Regions from separate parts of the Gossypium raimondii genome. Here region 2 is linked to region 1. Evidence: chromatin contacts called from public Hi-C data. All regions are on one chromosome and are shown on one strand. Each heading gives the region's core, a stretch centred on a gene start, on an enhancer-like site or on the middle of the called end of the contact. The rest is flanking DNA. Distances are from core to core; before and after follow the strand shown.

What was found. Hi-C and Micro-C count contacts between places; a contact is called where the count stands out from the background.
Region 2: a Hi-C map of leaf shows a contact between it and region 1, with 2.9 times the contacts expected there. The contact joins the enhancer-like site here to the promoter of LOC105763388 in region 1. A contact is called at or near these places in 2 of 2 Hi-C or Micro-C datasets (both in leaf).

What each region holds. Positions count from the first base shown.
Region 1 is chr12:15,192,824-15,197,079 of ASM2569854v1, forward strand. It overlaps LOC105763388 (probable LRR receptor-like serine/threonine-protein kinase At4g37250), which reads right to left and starts at 2,168. Exons shown (of 2, transcript XM_012581622.2): 1 at 302-2,168; 2 at 1-73. The coding sequence starts at 1,865.
Region 2 is chr12:15,340,059-15,344,314 of ASM2569854v1, forward strand. No RefSeq gene overlaps it. Among protein-coding and RNA genes, the nearest start is that of LOC128035318, 40 kb to the left of the region's middle. Within about 2 kb of position 2,248, the one cell type or tissue checked has open chromatin away from gene starts, as enhancers often do. A contact at or near this core is called in leaf, where this site is marked.

The DNA of each region.
Region 1 (4,256 bases), core at 918-3,417:
CCACGGGCCACACCTTTAGCAATTTTTAGCCGAGCCTCCCAGGGAAGATGACAAGGTGAAGAGCCAACTTTTCCTGAAACAGAAAAGCCAATACTTAACAAATGTAAACGCATGAAGATGCGTCCTTTTCATATTCAATCGATGTTTGACTTTCTCATGCATTAAACGACAACCTTTTAGTTAAACCTACTCCACCGCCATGACTTCACTTCTTCAGCGTTGACAGGAGCATATCACATACATAATTTTTATATATTTAACCTTGAAAATGTGAAAAATTGAAAAGGTGAAAAGGACTCACTGTAACGAGCGTTGGCGAGGCTGCCATTTGGTACAAAATCGTAGATGATAAGCTTTTCATCAACTCCCCAGTAGAACCCACGAATCCTGACCAGATTAGGGTGCACCAGTTTAGAAATTATTCGAACCTGGGTCTCGAAATCCCTGAACCGATCCACACTGTTCTCACCAATCCGTCGAACCGCCAAGGAGGTCCCATCTTCAAGCACCGCCTTGTACAGTATGTTAGACCCGGTGGCACCTAATATGTATGCCGACGCTTTAAGTAACGTATCCAGGTCAAGTTTCTTTTCCCCATCGACGGTCACCAACGTCCCTTTCTTGTCATCTTCTTGCCCTTGCTGCCGTTGATCATCATCATCATCATCATCTTCCTCTTCAGTACTGTCGGATTCTTCTTCGTACTTTCCTCTCTTTATCAAACATGCCCATATCGCAAACACTTTTGATTCTGACGATGGGGATGCTGTGTTAGCTTCTTGCTTCAGTGTGGTCTCCAGTACTCTGTTTTTTCTCTTTATTTTATAGACGAAAAGGAATACCATAATTACTAATCCTACTCCAGCTATATCACCGACTATAATTCCCACTATTGTTCCTGGTTTAAGCTTGTTTCGCCGTGATGCTTTAGCTCCGGGATCCGTTTTCTTGGGGATGGCAGCCATTGCTGGAGGATAAGTTGGTGAAGGACTTGGACAATCACGCTCTGTTGCTTCGCCACATAGATGAGGATTCCCGGAAAAAGATTTGGAATCTTGGTTCTTGAAAACGACAGAATCCGGAACTTCTCCTGTAAGATTGTTGAAGGAAAGATCAATGGTAGCGTTACTAGGGATTTTCTCGGCGAATTCTGGTGGAATTTTCCCGGAAAGTCTGTTGTAAGAAAAATTCAAGTAGTTGAGGTTGCTGCCTCCGAAGTTTGGTGGCAAGGAACCCTCGACAAGATTGGAAGAGAGATCTAAAACTTGAACAGATTGGAAGCTAGTTGGGAGATTCCCTGAAAAGTAATTGTTCTTCAGAGAAACAACAGTTAGATTCTGGATAGTAGTAAGAGTTGCAGGTAAAGCCCCCGTCAATGCATTATCGGAAAGGTTAAGGAATTGAAGGTTTTGCAGAGTTCCAATGGTTTCTGGTATTCCACCGGAAATCAAATTGTTTGACAAATCAAGAAACCGAATCTGGGTCGAATTGAATAAGGAAACAGGGAGAGACCCATTGAGAGAATTGTTGGAAAGATCAAGATTCTGAAGGTGTTGAAGTAAGCCCAGATCGGATGGAATTGCACCAAGAAGCTGAGAATTGGGAAGAGACAAGCCTGTAACTCGAAGGTCGCCTTTAATGGAGTTGCTTACTGCTCCACAAGTTACTCCATTCCAAGAACAAGGCGTCTGGTCGGCGGAGTTCCAGCTTTGTAACACATTTAGAGGATCACTAAGAATCAAATACCTGAAAGATAGCAAGAGAATCCCATCTGTGTTTAACCCCAAAGCTTGAACCACAAGAAACTCAACCACAACAAGAATTCTCCACCATAAATGGAGTTTAAGACTGGAGGAGGAACTCATGATTTGTCAAACTGATCACACATTTCTTGTGTGAAAGTAGACACAAAGAGAGAAGGGAGGAAGGAGACGAGAGAGAAAGGAACTAACTGAGATTTATCATTTATGTTAATGAAGTTGCAGAGAGGCCATGTGATGAAAGTTAGCTAAAAAGTAAAATATATATACACAGCTCAATAAAAACAAACTTGTCTCATATAGCCAAAAATGTTCTGGATTGGCAGCTATCTGCATATATATATATATGCAAAATATATGGTTTTTTAAGGTTTGATCGAAATGATTATTTGCTGATGATCTCACAGTTGGTTTTAGAAATAAATAAATCAAGTAAAGCTATAGCCTATAGGCTACAAGATGAGAATTATAGAATAGCATCTTTGCTACAAGACATCCATGTCAAGATGAAAAGGTTGCACTGTTCTCTCTTGAATTGACTTTAATCAAACTCTTTTCTTTTTTCTTCTTTTTTTGGGAAATATTTAAATTAATTTAATGGGAGAATATTTATTAGTAGAAAATTAATATGATTTAAGGGTGAATATTGTGTACTTTTTATGAAAAAATTAATTTGTAGATTGTACCAAATATTTCTCTAGGTAAATATGTTAAAATTTATCTAATAGAAATTATTAATGTAAACTTGAATTATCATGTCTATAAAAGAAAATTGCGAAGGTGGGATTCTTTCAAAAGAAAAAGAATGGGGTTACAAAGACAAGAGAATGAGCATATATTCCTCAAATCTCGATCGGTCATACATCAATAATTTTATATGTTTCGTCAAATTTAGATGATTCTGTGTAAGAAACATACTGTGTGCATTTCCTATGAAAATCAACTTGGGGGGTGGTAGGGGAAATTAAACAGAGGCAGGGAAAGAAAATTTGGGAGGGAAAATGAACCAAAAAAACATTGATGTAGGGGCAACATAATTGTGAAGGGGACCCTAACATCATCCTCCAGAGCGTCATTAATGGTTTTATTAGAATTTTAGGTCTTCATTCATTGCTCCACCCTTTTCAAAAATTTGACCATCTGCCATCATCCTTAAATAAAATCATACGTTTACATCTCCTATAGCCTATATATCCTTAAAACATGAAAATTCCTCCCTCAGGAAAGTGATTTCAACAGGGCCCCCAACCATGAGCGACCAACACTCGGTTCAGTGCTTTCAAGAAAACAATGAAGCTCCAAATTTAAAACTATTCTGTAAAAAAAAAAAAAAACACTTTTCGACCTATAATCAATCAGGTCTATGCCTGTCCAAATAGTCCTGGTTTTGGCAGCATACAAGTTGATCAGGCTGTCCATAGCTAATTTCTTCTCAACATTTTGTAAGATTCCAGCTATGGGTCCTAGATTTCCCATTTTTTTTAATTTATTGGCAGATTTGAGTTTGAAGACAATGGGGGAAAGCTTTTGGATTCTTCTTCGTCTCTCAGCAAATGCCCACTCCATCTTTGCAGAATCTTAAGATCTAAACTTGTAATTTTGTTCACACCTGGGGTTTGATTTATTTCATTTTCTTTTTAATTGTTTGTGGCAGCTTTACCTACATTGTTATAGTATAATTAAGGCTATTAAAAAACACTGGAGAATACATAAAATATTTTTTCTGCCTGCCTTGTTTGGTGTGCTTCATTTACTTGAAATTCCATAAACAAATTTATAATTATCTCTCAAATTAAGTAAATTAGTCAAAGTAATTTAATTTATGTCAAGTTAAAATGTAAGCAATTAAGAGTAATTAACCATAATATTAATACTTTTTGGTTAACTGTACATATTTTTATTGATGTAAATAAATTTAACTCTAAAACTTACTCATTCTCTTAATCTTTTATTTATTTAATAAATTTAGCTTGCAACATTTATATATTCTACCAACATTTACATAAAATATATAAACATTGAGGATTAATTATCTTTAATTGATCATTTATTACTTCAAATTTTTGAAACGGACCAATAACTAAATATAAAAATTGAGAGGGACTAGAAAAGTGTTTTTACCAAAATTATTATACATATAATCAATGTATCTTCTTTTAGGACCATAGCTAACTCTTTGGAGATTTGTTGATACCCCTCTTAACATTATTATCTCTGATAAAAAAAAGTGCAATATATATTATAGATTTATCGGTTAGTATCGGTATAATATTATAATAAAGAAAATGGATGGAAAAGGTCTAAAGAGGCTTTAATGGCAAAAAAGAGATTGGCCCATGGCTGGGTTATTATTTTATTTTGAGGACGAAAATAAACTTTTGAAAAGTTGAAAGTGGATAGCTTGCATGGTAACTAACATCAGCTACAGGATTAACATTTTGCAGTAATTGGGCATCATGTCTCCTACTCCTACACTATCACTTCCATCTTGTCGCT
Region 2 (4,256 bases), core at 998-3,497, 150 kb after region 1:
ATAGTATATGGAGAGATGTAGAATAAACACCCTTCTTAATCACAGATACCAATAGTCTTGGTAGACCCACTTCAAAAGCGCGTCTTCCAAAAATCCCACCTTGCTCTGTCATACGCCTTCTCTAAATTGATTTTTAAAGCCATCCCATATTTTCGACCTTTGAAACCTTTTATAGGGTGTACAACTTCCTGAGCAATTACGATATTATCAGTGATAAACCTCCCTGCAACAAAGCTAGCTTGGTTCTGATTAGTGAGCTTCATCATCAAAGGCCTCAGCGCCTAATTACAATCGTTTTCATGATGATCTTATAAGCCAACGTACATAGGCTAATCAACCTAAATTAAGATATTGTCTACGGGACTTGGACTTTCGGCAATAGAACAATCAGAGTTCTATTAATCATAGGATCTACAGATGCACTTCCCATGATTTGCCGAACCATAGAACAGATCGAGCTACCAACAATATCCCAATTTTCCTGATAGAATTTAGCATGGAACTTGTCAGTTCCTTGAGCCTTCAAGAGTACCATACTAAAAATAGCTCTGCGTATTTAATCATCAGAAATAGACAACATCAAACATTCCATATCAGCCGTGGGTATCAGTGGGAACTTACCTTGGCTAGGAGGATAACCATTGATCGGATACTCTGTTGCATACAGGTCTTTGAAGTAGTTCACCACATGTTTCAAAAAATCATCATCAAAACACCATTCGTCATTTCGAACCTTCAACCCTTTAATCTTATTCCTTCTTCATCTTGCTAGAGTGCGTCCATAGAAATAACTTGTATTTCTATCTCCATATTTAAGCCATTTCGATCTAGATTTTTGGAACCACATTAGTTCTTCATGATTTAAAATTTCTTCAACCTCCTGGCCTAAGTTTAATTCACGTTCATGGAGACACAACGAGGACATTAAATCTAGAATTTTTTGCACCCTGTTCAATTTAGAAGTTTCCTTTTACGCAAAAAGATGTTTTCGTAAAATCGTTTATTCCAATCTTGCACCACATTTTGAAAACATTCTAAATTCCTTTCAATCCCTATATCATTTCTCCAAGTTTTCCTCACAAGGTCTTTAAACTCGGCATGTAGCATCCAACTAGTTAGACACTGAAATGAGCGACAATCCCTTTGAACAATCAGGCTTAGAGAGACCAAAATTGGACAATGGTTGGATTTCAGCCGATAAAGATTACGGACCATACAGTTTGGTGCAAAGAAGTCCCACTCTGAATTACAAATGGCCCGATCAACTCTCCGAGACAGGTTCCCTCTACTCCATGTGAATTGAGGACTATTATAACCCAAATCCCAAATCTTATTGTCAAACAGGAAAGACTGAAACCACTTACAACCAAGTCGTGCCTGAACAACACCTCCTACCCTCTCCGAACCATCTAACACCGAGTTAAAATCACCAACAATTAGCCACGATTTTGAAATCGAATTTTCCATAACATCCAAGTTATTCCAGAGATCCTTCCTCTTCTTTTGTTACGGGCTAGCATAAACCACTGTGCATAGAAAACTAGAAGAGCTAATCTCGCTGCAAACTTTCATGTGGACCATTTGACGATGAATAGCCAAAATATAAACTAAAACTGTCTCATTCCACAGAATCCATATTCCACCGGCAAAACCATTAGCTTTAATCCTACAAGATTGAGCCATTCCAAATTTAGAAATAATTCTGTCATCTCGCGTACCACTTGTCCGAGTTTCAAAAAGACAAATGATCTCTGGCTGAAACTCTTTCCGATACTCAGAAACAAACTTATGAAAACGCGGATGTCTCGTACCTTGACAATTCCAAAAATTAATATTTGTGTCCATATAAAGCAGAGCGAAAAAAACAACAACCCAACAACAGATTGCGTTTTAACAAATAACCTTGGCGTTAGTAGGAACCGTAGTACCCATCTACTCATCATCTTTCGGATTGCCAACTATTGTCTCTGTGATTGCATGTCCCTGCTCCAACCCAGAGATTATATTCAAAGAATCATCTGGCGATTTATGATGTTTGGCAATCCCTTAGACCGATAACTGATTTCGCGGCCCTTGAAGAATGCCACTGGAAGCTACCCTAGAACGAAAAACCCCATTCTCCTTGCCCAACTCCATACCCATTTTATACTTGAGCAACCCCCTGTTCTCTTTCTCACTGTTTACTTGCCCGGAATGCCTGATGCTTGGTTTTATCTAACTTGGCTGTTAAAGTAATTGGTTGGAAACCCATGATTTGCTCACCCCCAGCAGCCTTGCTGGTGTTCAGGCCAAAATTAACATTCGTGGGCCTCTGACCCATTCCAGTTGAAGACCCAATATTCTTATTGATAAGCCTCAAAATTTTAAAGCCCACTTTGGACCCATTCCCTAACAAAAATCCTTTACCTTTAGCATTCGACTTATTTCTTCTTGGGCCAGCAGATCCTTTGATGGATGACACCCTTACATCACGCTCATTTTCATTTATATTTATTTGTTCTGTCGGTTTGTCAAATTCATTAAATGCGCCATCATCATTAACCAGATTGTTCTGGAATCATTCCCTGAATTACGTTCCTTGTTTCCCCGCTGCTCCGACCTTTCCCTCTTTGCCGACGTTTGACCAACATCCATGAACCAAAGTTCTCTTCTTCAACTCTTTTTTTCTAGCTCTTATTTTTCATCAACCACGGAAGCACTACCATTACCAACATCAGATGATGAAGATTTCATTCTCTCACATCCTTCAGCACTATGACCATAGAGACCACAGTTAAAACAAACGTTCAACAATGATTCATATTCAACACGCTATGTCCGGCCATTGATCTTTACTTTGGGTACCAACGGTTTCTTAAGATCAACACAAACAGCTAAGTGCGCAAACTTGCCCCTCCTGGCAAAGTCTATGTGAGTGTCTAGTTTCACAACCGGGCCAATAGCTTGCCTGATGGCACGAAGCAAAAAATTCGGAGTAATAGCCTTCTGGTAAACCTGGTAGTCTTATCCAATACATCAATTCCAGTATTGGCGGTAGAAAAATCCAGTGACCAAGGGTGCACTGTTAAATACTGTCCATAAACTACCCACGGACGTCCTACCAGCACTATTATAGTATTTCTCATTGTTGAAACGAACCAGGTAGAAATCATTCTCCAAGTCCATTAGCTGAACAGGATTCAAAGGTTTCCACATTGTATTAATCTTATTAAGCAAAGCATGAAAACCTATTCTACGTAGGTATTTAAATTGCGGTTGCGGCGACTGTGGACATAATGGATGCTATTGCAGTCATTGCGAGTATCGTGGTCGTAAATTTTAAAACAATTTATTGTAAAATATAATAGCGGTTTCGACAGTAGCCGTTTCGGACGGTGCCGCTACCGCTATATAACTGCCATTATTTCGGTAATGGATCGCTATTTAAATCCCTGATTCTACGGCCCAAAAGTTTTACAATCAGTGTTTTCGACATATTCCGCTCAATAAACTTATGAACACGATTCGAGAAGGTGATCGATGGTACTCCATCTACCACCTCCGTTATCACATCTCCCTCTTAAAGCTCGAAGACCTCTTCCATCCTATCTGTTTGGTCCAGATTCTGAGCCATGCCCAACAGCGTGGCCTTGTATGAAGCCTTAGCCATTCTGGGATCTGGAATCTGTCTTCCATTACCATCAACCGTAAGGTCGTCTGACTCTGTAGTAACCTCCGATCTCCTTCAAACTTTCTTTCTTTCCCTTCCGACACTGTTATTCGAACTATCAAGTGTTCCTGCAACTGTGATCTCCATGATTCAAGTAATAATCATTTGAAAAATGTTTTGATTTAAATACATGTTATTTGTCGAAGAAATCAAATAATATTATCAACTGGTTTTTACTTGAATGAAAGTAAAGTTTTTATAAATTTATAATATTAAATTTTAAATTTAATTAATATATAAATGTAACACTAATTAAATAATAATTATTTAAAATAATAAATGTAATTTAATATAAATACAAAATTTAATTCAACATTATTTATTTAAAATTTTATATACAAGTATTTATACTCAATAATTAGTTTTCTAAATAATATTACTTTCGTTATTATGTAATAATGATTAATAAATTATTAATAAATTATTTTAATGTTAATTTAGTAATATAATAAATGATAAAAAAATTAAACTACAGATTATAGATATATTATGTATAGATTGTTTTATATAAATTTAAATTATTGACATGAATCCCATTTTTTCAATA